Regions from separate parts of the Mus musculus genome. Here region 1 is linked to region 2. The links are chromatin contacts, called in public Hi-C maps. All regions are on one chromosome and are shown on one strand. Each heading gives the region's core, a stretch centred on a gene start, on an enhancer-like site or on the middle of the called end of the contact. The rest is flanking DNA. Distances are from core to core; before and after follow the strand shown. Region 1 overlaps Ptprn2 (protein tyrosine phosphatase, receptor type, N polypeptide 2). Region 2 overlaps Ptprn2 (protein tyrosine phosphatase, receptor type, N polypeptide 2).

Region 1 (4,631 bases), core at 420-2,919, 150 kb after region 2:
TTTTGAGAGTGAATGAATATTTTATGGGGTAAAGATCTACTCATGCATTCTGGGAATGGATTATGCAATATTCCCACATACTCCAGCTAGAGTGAGTCTATAAGCCAGCCAGAGGGAAAGGCTGAGGCTGAAAAAAATTAACAGATGTGCAGATATTTTTTTAAAAAATGAACATTTAACTGTTTACTATCACAGATATCTGCCTTTATCCCCTTCTCGTGGCTCATTGGAGTGTAGATAATGAACAGTAAATACTGATGGCGAAGGCTGTTTTGTGAGAAGCTGGGACCTATTGTCTGACCACTGCCAAACAGCATCTTCCTCTCCAGAGTGGATGAGGTAGGACTTCAGGAAGGTTTCTGAACCATGTGACCAGCATTTGAGCACACTCAATCAGAAACCCACGAGCTATCTCCTGCTCCTGGGACTGGAAGGAGCCTGAGCCTTTGTTATTCGAAGGTATTTATCGATTGCACAGAAAGTGCCAGGTCCCCTACCAGGGGGTCTCCCACGAAGGACAGTAAGGAGAGAGATTTATCTTATAGGAGCCCCAAAACGCCATCCATTGTTCATTTTTTGTTGAATCATGGGTGCTAAGGTCTATGTCTGTAACCCAGTGTGGGTGGAGACTCATGAGTGAGAGAGAAAGGGGGTGTTGTGGAGGCCTGTAGTGGTCAGTCCCCCAGGTAAATCCACACATGCCGTACTTGCCTGCTTGAGAGGTGATTGACAGGCTAGGTTGGTGCAGATCTGGAGTTCTGCTGGGCTCTTTAGGAAGTTCTGTGTCACCTCACAGTTAGGTGCCCCAGGAGGCTGATAGGTGCCACTGTGTGATGTACACGTAGGATGTTTCCCCGAATCTGCTATCCTAGTCTGAATAGATCTCACTGGCTGGAGCCCCTCAGCCTCCTGTGTATGAATCTTTCATAAAATATACTGTGTCCTCTGGCAGCACTGCAGAGATCATTTAATGACTGGAACCCAGGTGGTCCAAGGGGCAATGCAGCGTCCCCACACTCCAGAAAGAGTCCACTTGCCAGGACTGTGACTGTTAGGATGCGTCATGCATTGTGAGGCCTGTTAGAGTTAAGTACTATATGTGCCTCAAGAATCACCTTATCTGTGGACAGACATATCCAGTGCTCCATGTTGCCGAGCCTGTTCTCACACTCCAAGCCCTCGATGGAGTCACTGGCTGTTAATTTTTGGTGCCACTTTGAGTTCACTTACCTCTGAGGAGGTTTCCCACAGCTCAAGAGAGCTATTAACTAATGTCCAAACACTGGCCTATGTAACAAAAGCCTGAAGACTTTTAGAAACCTCAAGGTCATTGATAAAAATTGTTTGATTTGTTTCCCCCCCCCCCCCCGCCCCCAGACTTTGACCTTATTTCATCGAAACCTTGTTAGATCAAAGCAAAAGAACTGTTTATTTCTGGGATAGAGTTTAAACTCAAGTGTTTTGCAACATAATGCTTGCCTAAATGTGAGGAAACGAGGAAGGTAGGGCGGCACAGAATGGGTTAAATGGACTGAGGTCTTCTGGTGCTTTCTGCACCTGGGTTCACAGCACCCCTGCCCATCTCTCTGCTCCTCTCACGCAGAGCTCAGCCAGTGCAGAGGGATCCAGGAAGCAGCAGGAGTCCCGGCTTATGTAATCAGTCTGCCCCGTGCAGAATGACCTTTCAGAAGCTCTGTCATCGGATGCCTCTGTTACTGCAGATGCAATGGCTTCCCCCTCGTTCTTAAAATAAACTTCTGGCTCCTTGCCACAGCCAAGCTTCTGAATGACCAGGCTGGCAGCTCCACTCTGCCTCTCTCTCCCTCCCAGCCATCTCCTCTCCGGAATGTTCCAAACCCGTTCTTTCTTCGGACTAGGAGCTTTGCTGTCCCCCACCCCTATAGCATTCCAACCTTTACATTTCTAGGTCCTTCCTATTTAACCCAGAGCCAATCCAAGACAATAAACCTTGTGCCTATCTTAACTGAACCCTCACACCTTTGAGTTTGTATCTTTGTCCCTTGGTAATCATGAGCCGCCGTTTTGTTAATTACCTCTATCAGTGTCCTGGGACTCTCCGCTAAGGGAATCTACCCTTCAGATCTGTGCTTTCACAAGCTGAGGGTCGGGCTCCAGCAGAACCTGCAGTACTCAGACTCATAGGACCTGCTGATCAAACTAGCTGGATAAGAGTAACTGACAGCCAATAGGAGGGCGGAGACAGCCAGAACAACCAGCCTTAACTGGTTGTAGCTCCTGTGCTGCAGGCCCAGCTTGCCAGACAAACTGCCTTGCCCTGACTGTAAATATTAATAGTTCTGCACTGTAGGAAAAGGTGGTACAATACCCTTATTTTCATTTCTTATTCATCATTGTATTTTACCAATGTTCACATAACCTTAATTTTTAAGATGTTAAATAAGATAATGAGATTTATAAAATTGTCCATTTAGAAATCTTTGAACACCTTTGAGAACAACAAACAGCCTGATCGTGGAAACATGCAGAGATTGTCGGTCCTCACTGAAGCAACACCAGACCCTATAGTCTTCACACTGAGACTCGGTGTGACCTGTGACCCCATTCTGTGGCATACCATATATTATACCAAACAAACAAACAAACAAACAAACATCCCAGAATGAAACAGACTGAGCTGTGTGAAGGAACAAGCCTGCCCCTGTTTTGAGTAGGGAGTAAGGACAAAGTTAATTAACCCTTTAGGCTTATTAATCAGAACACTTCTGGGGGAGACTGTGCTCGTTGGCATGCTCCATCTTGACTTTAGCTTTAACCATAAGAAACCATGGCTTTGTTTTCCTGTAAATCTGCACCATGAAATCCAGTGGAAGCTGAAAACCTACCAGTTCTCCCTGTCTTTGGATACTGGGGGGCATCTTTCAGAGCTCTGCTGATTTCTGTGTGGTACCAGGGAATGAAACTCAGAGACAAGTCCCTGGCCTAGCATACACAAAGTCCCAGGCTCCATCCCTGGCATCTAGGTCAGCCCCTCCGGCCATCTGAACATCTAGAACAGTATCATCCGTGGGACTTATAGTTCTCAACTTCATTCAGGGTTGGGAATATCAAAATCAACATTATGGAATAATGACAATGTGTTATTATTAATAGTTTCATTTTCCAGTAGACTGAGTTCTATGCATTCAAGCTTCAGTCAGGGTTCGTGTTCTAACCCAACACTCTGCAGAATTATCCTTTCATCTTTTGTCTCTCAAAGCAAGCGAAATGTGGCCATTTCAGTTTCCACTTGGAGCAAGGAGCAGGTCCACCTAGAAGCCACTCCCCACAGAACTTGGGAAGGAGGCATGTAGTTCCCTCTAGCATCATTTGAGGCCAAAGTTCTTAGGACAGAAAAGGCTTGGGGAATGGATGAGTTAGAATTTCACTATTTGGCCCATGCTAGCTCCAGATGACAAGGCCAGTCCCACCATACCTGGATACATGAAAAGGGTTACTTGAAAAATGATTTTTAATAAAACATGATTTAGCAATGCCCGTGGCTTCAGACTGACACACACTGAACTTGCCATTTCTTCTCCGTGCTGTTCTGTCGTCTTCTCTTGCTGATGAAGCTTTGTTTTCTCTGCCATGACCGAGAGTCAGCTGGGGGCTTTCCCTGCACAGCTTTCAGCTTTGAAGTATTTCTACTGCACCAAGGATTTATGATATTTTATCCCTACTGTTGGGTTGGTTTCGATAAGAGGAAGGAGGTACATTTCTTAGCTACTTGAAAAAAAAAAATCACATTGAAAACAGCTTCCATAGGTCCCTGGCCAGAGCTGGCCGGCTTTAGAAACAAAGCGTTCGGAACACAAACTTGAAAATTACCCTAGTTCGTGCTTATCTGTAAAGCCAGCTCTTAGCCACGTAGGAGGCTTCTGCTGACCAGCTTCATCTGCTCTGCCACTCCCCGGGTCACTAGGATAAGAGAAGCTTGGCATTTCTCTGTGGTTGCCTGGTTCTTATAAACATTCCACGAAAGCAATCTCTAGGCTGCAGTCGGAAGAAAAGAGCTCCCCAAAGGGCTTCTACTCCTCTCATTTCTTTTAATCCCACTCCTCCTTCTCAGGCTTTGTATGGAGAATCCAGAGACTGAATTTTAGAATGGTGTGTCTCTTTTCATTCTCAGGATCCTGGCGAGGACACACCCTCACAATCTTAGGCCTCATGGGGTCCTGCATGTTGTAGTGGGTGCGTATTTACACCACAGCAGGACAAGTTCCGGCCAACTACAAGACAACCCATCCCCATCCTGTCAAAAGCAGAAGCAGCACATGGCAGGCAGGACAGGCATTCTGGGAACAAGATGGGCAGGGAGGTCATCCGTACCCTTGGTGCTGCTCTGCCTCTTCATTTTTATCGTCCTTGGCTCCTGTTCCAAGCACATCTCCTCCCTTCTGTCCACTTGACTCCCTCCTTCCCTGGCTTTCCCACATCGCTTTGAATTTCTAATTTTGAATATTTATCATGCTTGCCACATTTTACTAACAGACAGCCTTTAGAAAATGCCAGCTGCAGATCTATAGGTCACCAGCAAGCGTTACCTAAGGAAGCATGTGCCACCCCTCCTTAATACCCACCTTAATACCGTGTCTCTATACCCACGTACA
Region 2 (4,542 bases), core at 1,815-4,314:
GTTGAGTGAAAGATATCTACCTCCTGAGCTCTCGGATAGTACTGATGCCTTCTCCTAAGCTTTGCCTTGCTATATGGGACGGGGAAGTGGGGGATAAGAGTGTTCTATACAAGAACACCATAAGTGTCCCTGTGGAGTGCCTTCCTGCAGTCCCAAAGCTCATCCACACAGTCCATTCAGATCTCATCGAATGTCATTTGTACTTTCTATATCTTCCCTGGGTAGTTTGAATTTTCTAAGGGAAGGGTTTAAAGAAATGCTTTCCTCATGTGGGTTAAGAAATATTTTTTAAGAACTACACTAATTTATATTTAGCATCTGCGTGTGTGCACAGATGTGGAGACCAGGGGACAACTTGTGGAAATCTGTTCTCTCCAGATATGTGGATCTCAGGGATCAAACTCAGATCATCAAGATTGGTGGCAAGTGCCTTCACCCACTGAGCCACCTCACTGGCTGCACAAAGGCATGTTAATACTTTCTTTGAAAACTTGTGATTTTTTCCATATCCAAACTTTAATATACTTGGCATTGATCTACATGTGCCATGGAAGCCAAGCCCACTTTACCTTCTTTTTTCAGCATGAACTTCGAAAACATTCCTTTTCCCTAGTGACCCGTTTGTTACCCTAGCTGTCTTCCAAAGCCCCCCTTCCTAGCAGAGCAGGTGGGATCCTTGGGATATGTAATGGCCCAGCTTTGGGGGGTGGGGATCCTCTGTACTGTGGCTTCTCAAAATGTTCTGGTGACTCCTGGTCTGAGCCATGATCAACATGAGAGGCTTAAAGCTGTGTAATTCAGCATGAGAAATCTGACACGTGAAGATAATTGGACAGTTGGGGGGCTGATCAAAGGACCCACAAAAGGGTAAATCACCTCATGTGCTACCTCAAAATGACGTAAGAACAAGGGAGTGCTCTCAGACTATGGTTTGCAGAGGATAGCTAAAGGAGGGCCTTTTCTGCATCTTCTCTTGCTAGCCACGTACGTTGTACGTTCTCTAAAGCAGTAAGCCCTTTGCTTTACGTGAAATGTCCACTGCCAGGAGCAAAGAGATGATTCTCTCCCCCTTGTATGGAGAAGATAGAATTATGTGCCTGTCTCATATCTGTGACTCGTCTGCTTGTTGAAAACAGACCTTAGAAGAGAAAGAAGACATCGGCCAGGTGGGTCCTCACAGAACAACCCTCCACCATGTGTCAGGGTCCTGATGGGACCGCCACAAGTCCTCAGCGCACCACCCATGCCAAGGACAGCATTCCCCTGCAGGGTGCAAACTGCAAGTCCTTGGGCACTGAGGTCAAATTAAAAGTGAATACACTCACAGCAGGGCAAGACTAACCATAATGTATTCATTTCACATAGCACACCTTCTTTATCCATGGGATTCCAAGCTCTTCCCCTTAGGCTCCCCTTACCACCATGCTCAGCCCTTCCCTTGATATCTTGCTCTGCTGTTAATGGGCCTCCTACTCACACCATTCCTCTTCCTAGCATCTTATCTCTCCCTCTAACTCCAGCCTAGCTATTACTGCTTCTCCCACTGGCCATTTCTCCTCTACCTAATGGTGGCAGGCTAGGTCCAGGGAGCCTCATGCAGCTCTGCAGAGAGATTAGTGCACATCCTTAACAGGCAATGTTGGTGTGAACCTACAGGGCACTGTGATTACCCCCAAGACCAAATCAGCATAAGACAAGCAGCAATGGAATTCTTCCTCTGTAATTTCTTGTTTGTGAACAATTAGTTCTCTGAGGACTGTGATGACCTGCATGGGGGACTCCTGGTGCAGAGACATAGGATATAGTCACCAGGATAAAAGAGGACTGTGGTGACCTGTGTGGGGGACTCCTGGTGCAGAGACATAGGACCTAGAAAAAAACACCTGGTGGTTCTTCATCACAGGCCCTACTTATCAACAAGTTAACCTCCCTGCAACAGCCTTCAAACTGTGTGTGTTAAGCAACAACTGCTTATTATTCAGTGTAGCTTTCCAAAGAAAACCAGGGTATTGCAGATGTAAATATGTGTTCATTAGTTGTTCCCACAGCCACCTCAGTGAGCAATCCCCAACTGTCACATATACACGCATGGCCATACCTCCCAAGGGACCCATAGCCAGTGACAAGGAAGAACAGAGCTTAGAGAGAGGCATGCTAGGATCCCTTTGCATGAGGGGAGTTCGGTGTGGCCCATGTGCTAGAGAAGGTGGCAAAGACACCAAGCCAGGGAGTCCATATGCAGGCGCTGAAGGCCATCCAAGGAAGCCGTGCAAGGCCCTAGTGGCCACCATTGCGCTGTTTCCTTGTAATTATACACACCTCGTGTGCTTGCTTTTGAAGACATTAATTGCATGATTAGTTTTATGATTTCTTCTGATTACCAATTAAGTTACCTTTCTTATTTCATACATACCATTAGACCGTACAGTGGTGCTTTTTTAATTTCTCACTTAGCAGGGGTTCTCACACATCTGAAGGCTACATTACCCTCTCAATAAACAGAGAGGGTTTAATTTTCTGTGCAAGTATTGGTGTGGACTTGGCAGGATGATGTTTCAGATTTTATGCTATCAAGAGTGACATTTAATTTTATAGGGGGGTGGAAATCTTGGTTGTCACTGTCACAGCAATGTTCACAGAGCATGAGCTGAGAAACGTGTAGAGACCAGAGCCCGTGGTCCCACACTCCTGGCCTGCGTACAGTTGTCATGTTTCCTTTCTCTGAGGAGTCCATCTCTAGTCCTTCTCCCTTTATTTGCATTGGTTAATATGTCTGATTCTCCTAAGCTAGGCCCACAAAGGCCTTTGTGCAGGGCACTCTCCTGAGGTTGGTACATTCAGGCAGGCGTCTGTACAAACTGTTTTCCTTACACACGATTCGCACAGGAGTTTGTGCAGTGAATTCTCCTCCTCGGCGGGGTTGAGAAGGTGAGAAGCTGCAGCTGTACGGCATAGAGTGAGCGCCCCACATCGCCTGCAAAGAAAAATCCAAATGTAATCAACAGACGGTCAGGTGGAGGAGACTAATTGGATTGCTCTGAAATGACTCCATAAACCGGGAATGTGTGGGTGGAGGCAGGGTTTACCCATGTGATTCAGCGGTCCCGATTCACAGCGGCACACACAAAGGGGCTGCGAAAATGCTGTTTATAATATTGTGTATGGGTTGGAGACCCGCAGGTTGATTTAAAATGTATGTATAGTTCCAGGGCTCTGACAGCCAGGCCGCCCTGGAGGGGGAGCCGCTGGGAGGTCTAAGATACTTTTAATTGGATGTGGCTATAGAAAGAGAAAGTTCCAATTTCGATGTTGATCCTTGAAGTATTAGCTCGACAAAGCTTTGCATTGTGGTGCACAGAGAAAGGAAGGAGGACGAAAGGGGTGGGGGACACACTGTCCCTGCAGTACCATATGCTCTTCTGCGGGCCCACGAGGGCTACACACTTTCCTAGGGAAAAGTGAAAACCTGGGATGTTCCCACCACACACAGGGAGGGTACCCTAGTACCTCAACGCTATGATTTTTTTTCATAAATTGTACAAAAAATCATCACAGGGTTCCTGGGCACTCTTTATTTACCCCAGGCATGGGTGTTTAGCCACTCTGGCTCTTTCTAAATTCTGCTCCTTGTATTGTCTCTGCTCCTGAATTATGTATGAGCCTGAGTCTGTCAGTCCCTGAGCACAAAGACCACACTGGGCCTCTGGCACCCCTCAGTCTCAGTAATTACTGCTCCTTAAGGGCCAGTGTCCCTGCCCCAGTGTATTTTTGTGTATTTTTTAAAGACTAATTTAGGATTTCTTTAGGGGAGTTTTTCAGAGTCATCGTGTGTGGGGTGGGAGTGGGGAGGGCTCATTACCAGTGTTTCATGTAAGCCAAAATACAATATTATAAGTTAAAATTTAAAACTATTAAGAACAACAACAACAATAACAACAACAACAAAAAAAAGAGTTGGTAACATGAGTGGGTGCTGAAGAAGACCCACAGTGTAGTGCTCTGACTTCCCATCAAGCCCTCGGGTGGGGGTGGGCAGCTTGATCGGCTTGCCATCAGCTTCACCGTGGGCAGGGGGAAGGCGTGAAGGCAGGTGCCAGGGGTCCCACTCCAGGAGCTAGCTCTCCAACACCCGAATCTCTGTCCTGCAAGCATGTTGGTGTCAGTGGCCAATAGTGCTTGTGATGTTCCCTAGTAGCACATGGGAGGGACCTCCATGTAGGGTGGGCTCAACCAGCAAGGTCAGTTAGGAGGAGCAGTAGTTCCCCCTCACTCACACATGTCACCGGGAGACCCAAGCAGGCTGTGTACTGAGCCAGGGGCCTTTACCAGGGAACTTCCAGATGCTTGCCCTGGCTGCTCCCAGGAGAGTCCTGGTCTAGTGCTTCATTGGAAGGAAAACTGCTGGTTCCCAGTGGGGCCTGTGATGGGGACTTCTTCCAGGATCCGTGGTCTTTGGATGTGAATATCACTGCCAACAGTGTTCCTTCTAGCAGCTGCTTCCCAAGCTGGAACTCGGAGGGGCAAGGTGACTCTGGGCACACG

Evidence for each region. A called contact is a pair of places that touch in the nucleus more often than the background predicts.
Region 1: a contact with region 2 is called in a Hi-C map of the N1E-115 cell line, with 2.2 times the contacts expected there. The contact joins two enhancer-like sites. A contact is called at or near these places in 2 of 484 Hi-C or Micro-C datasets (the N1E-115 cell line and nephron progenitors) and 3 of 115 datasets of contacts at active chromatin or transcription factors (embryonic stem cells and extraembryonic endoderm stem cells).

Annotation. Positions count from the first base shown.
Region 1 is chr12:117,198,617-117,203,247 of GRCm38.p6, forward strand. All of the region lies in intron 14 of Ptprn2 (protein tyrosine phosphatase, receptor type, N polypeptide 2), which reads left to right. Among named protein-coding and RNA genes, the nearest start is that of Gm10421, 50 kb to the left of the region's middle. Within about 2 kb of position 1,670, at least 76 of the 459 cell types and tissues checked have an H3K27ac peak or open chromatin away from gene starts, as enhancers often do. A contact at or near this core is called in the N1E-115 cell line, where this site is marked.
Region 2 is chr12:117,050,972-117,055,513 of GRCm38.p6, forward strand. The region is part of intron 12 of Ptprn2 (protein tyrosine phosphatase, receptor type, N polypeptide 2); the gene reads left to right. Among named protein-coding and RNA genes, the nearest start is that of Gm10421, 98 kb to the right of the region's middle. Within about 2 kb of position 3,065, at least 69 of the 459 cell types and tissues checked have an H3K27ac peak or open chromatin away from gene starts, as enhancers often do. A contact at or near this core is called in the N1E-115 cell line, where this site is marked.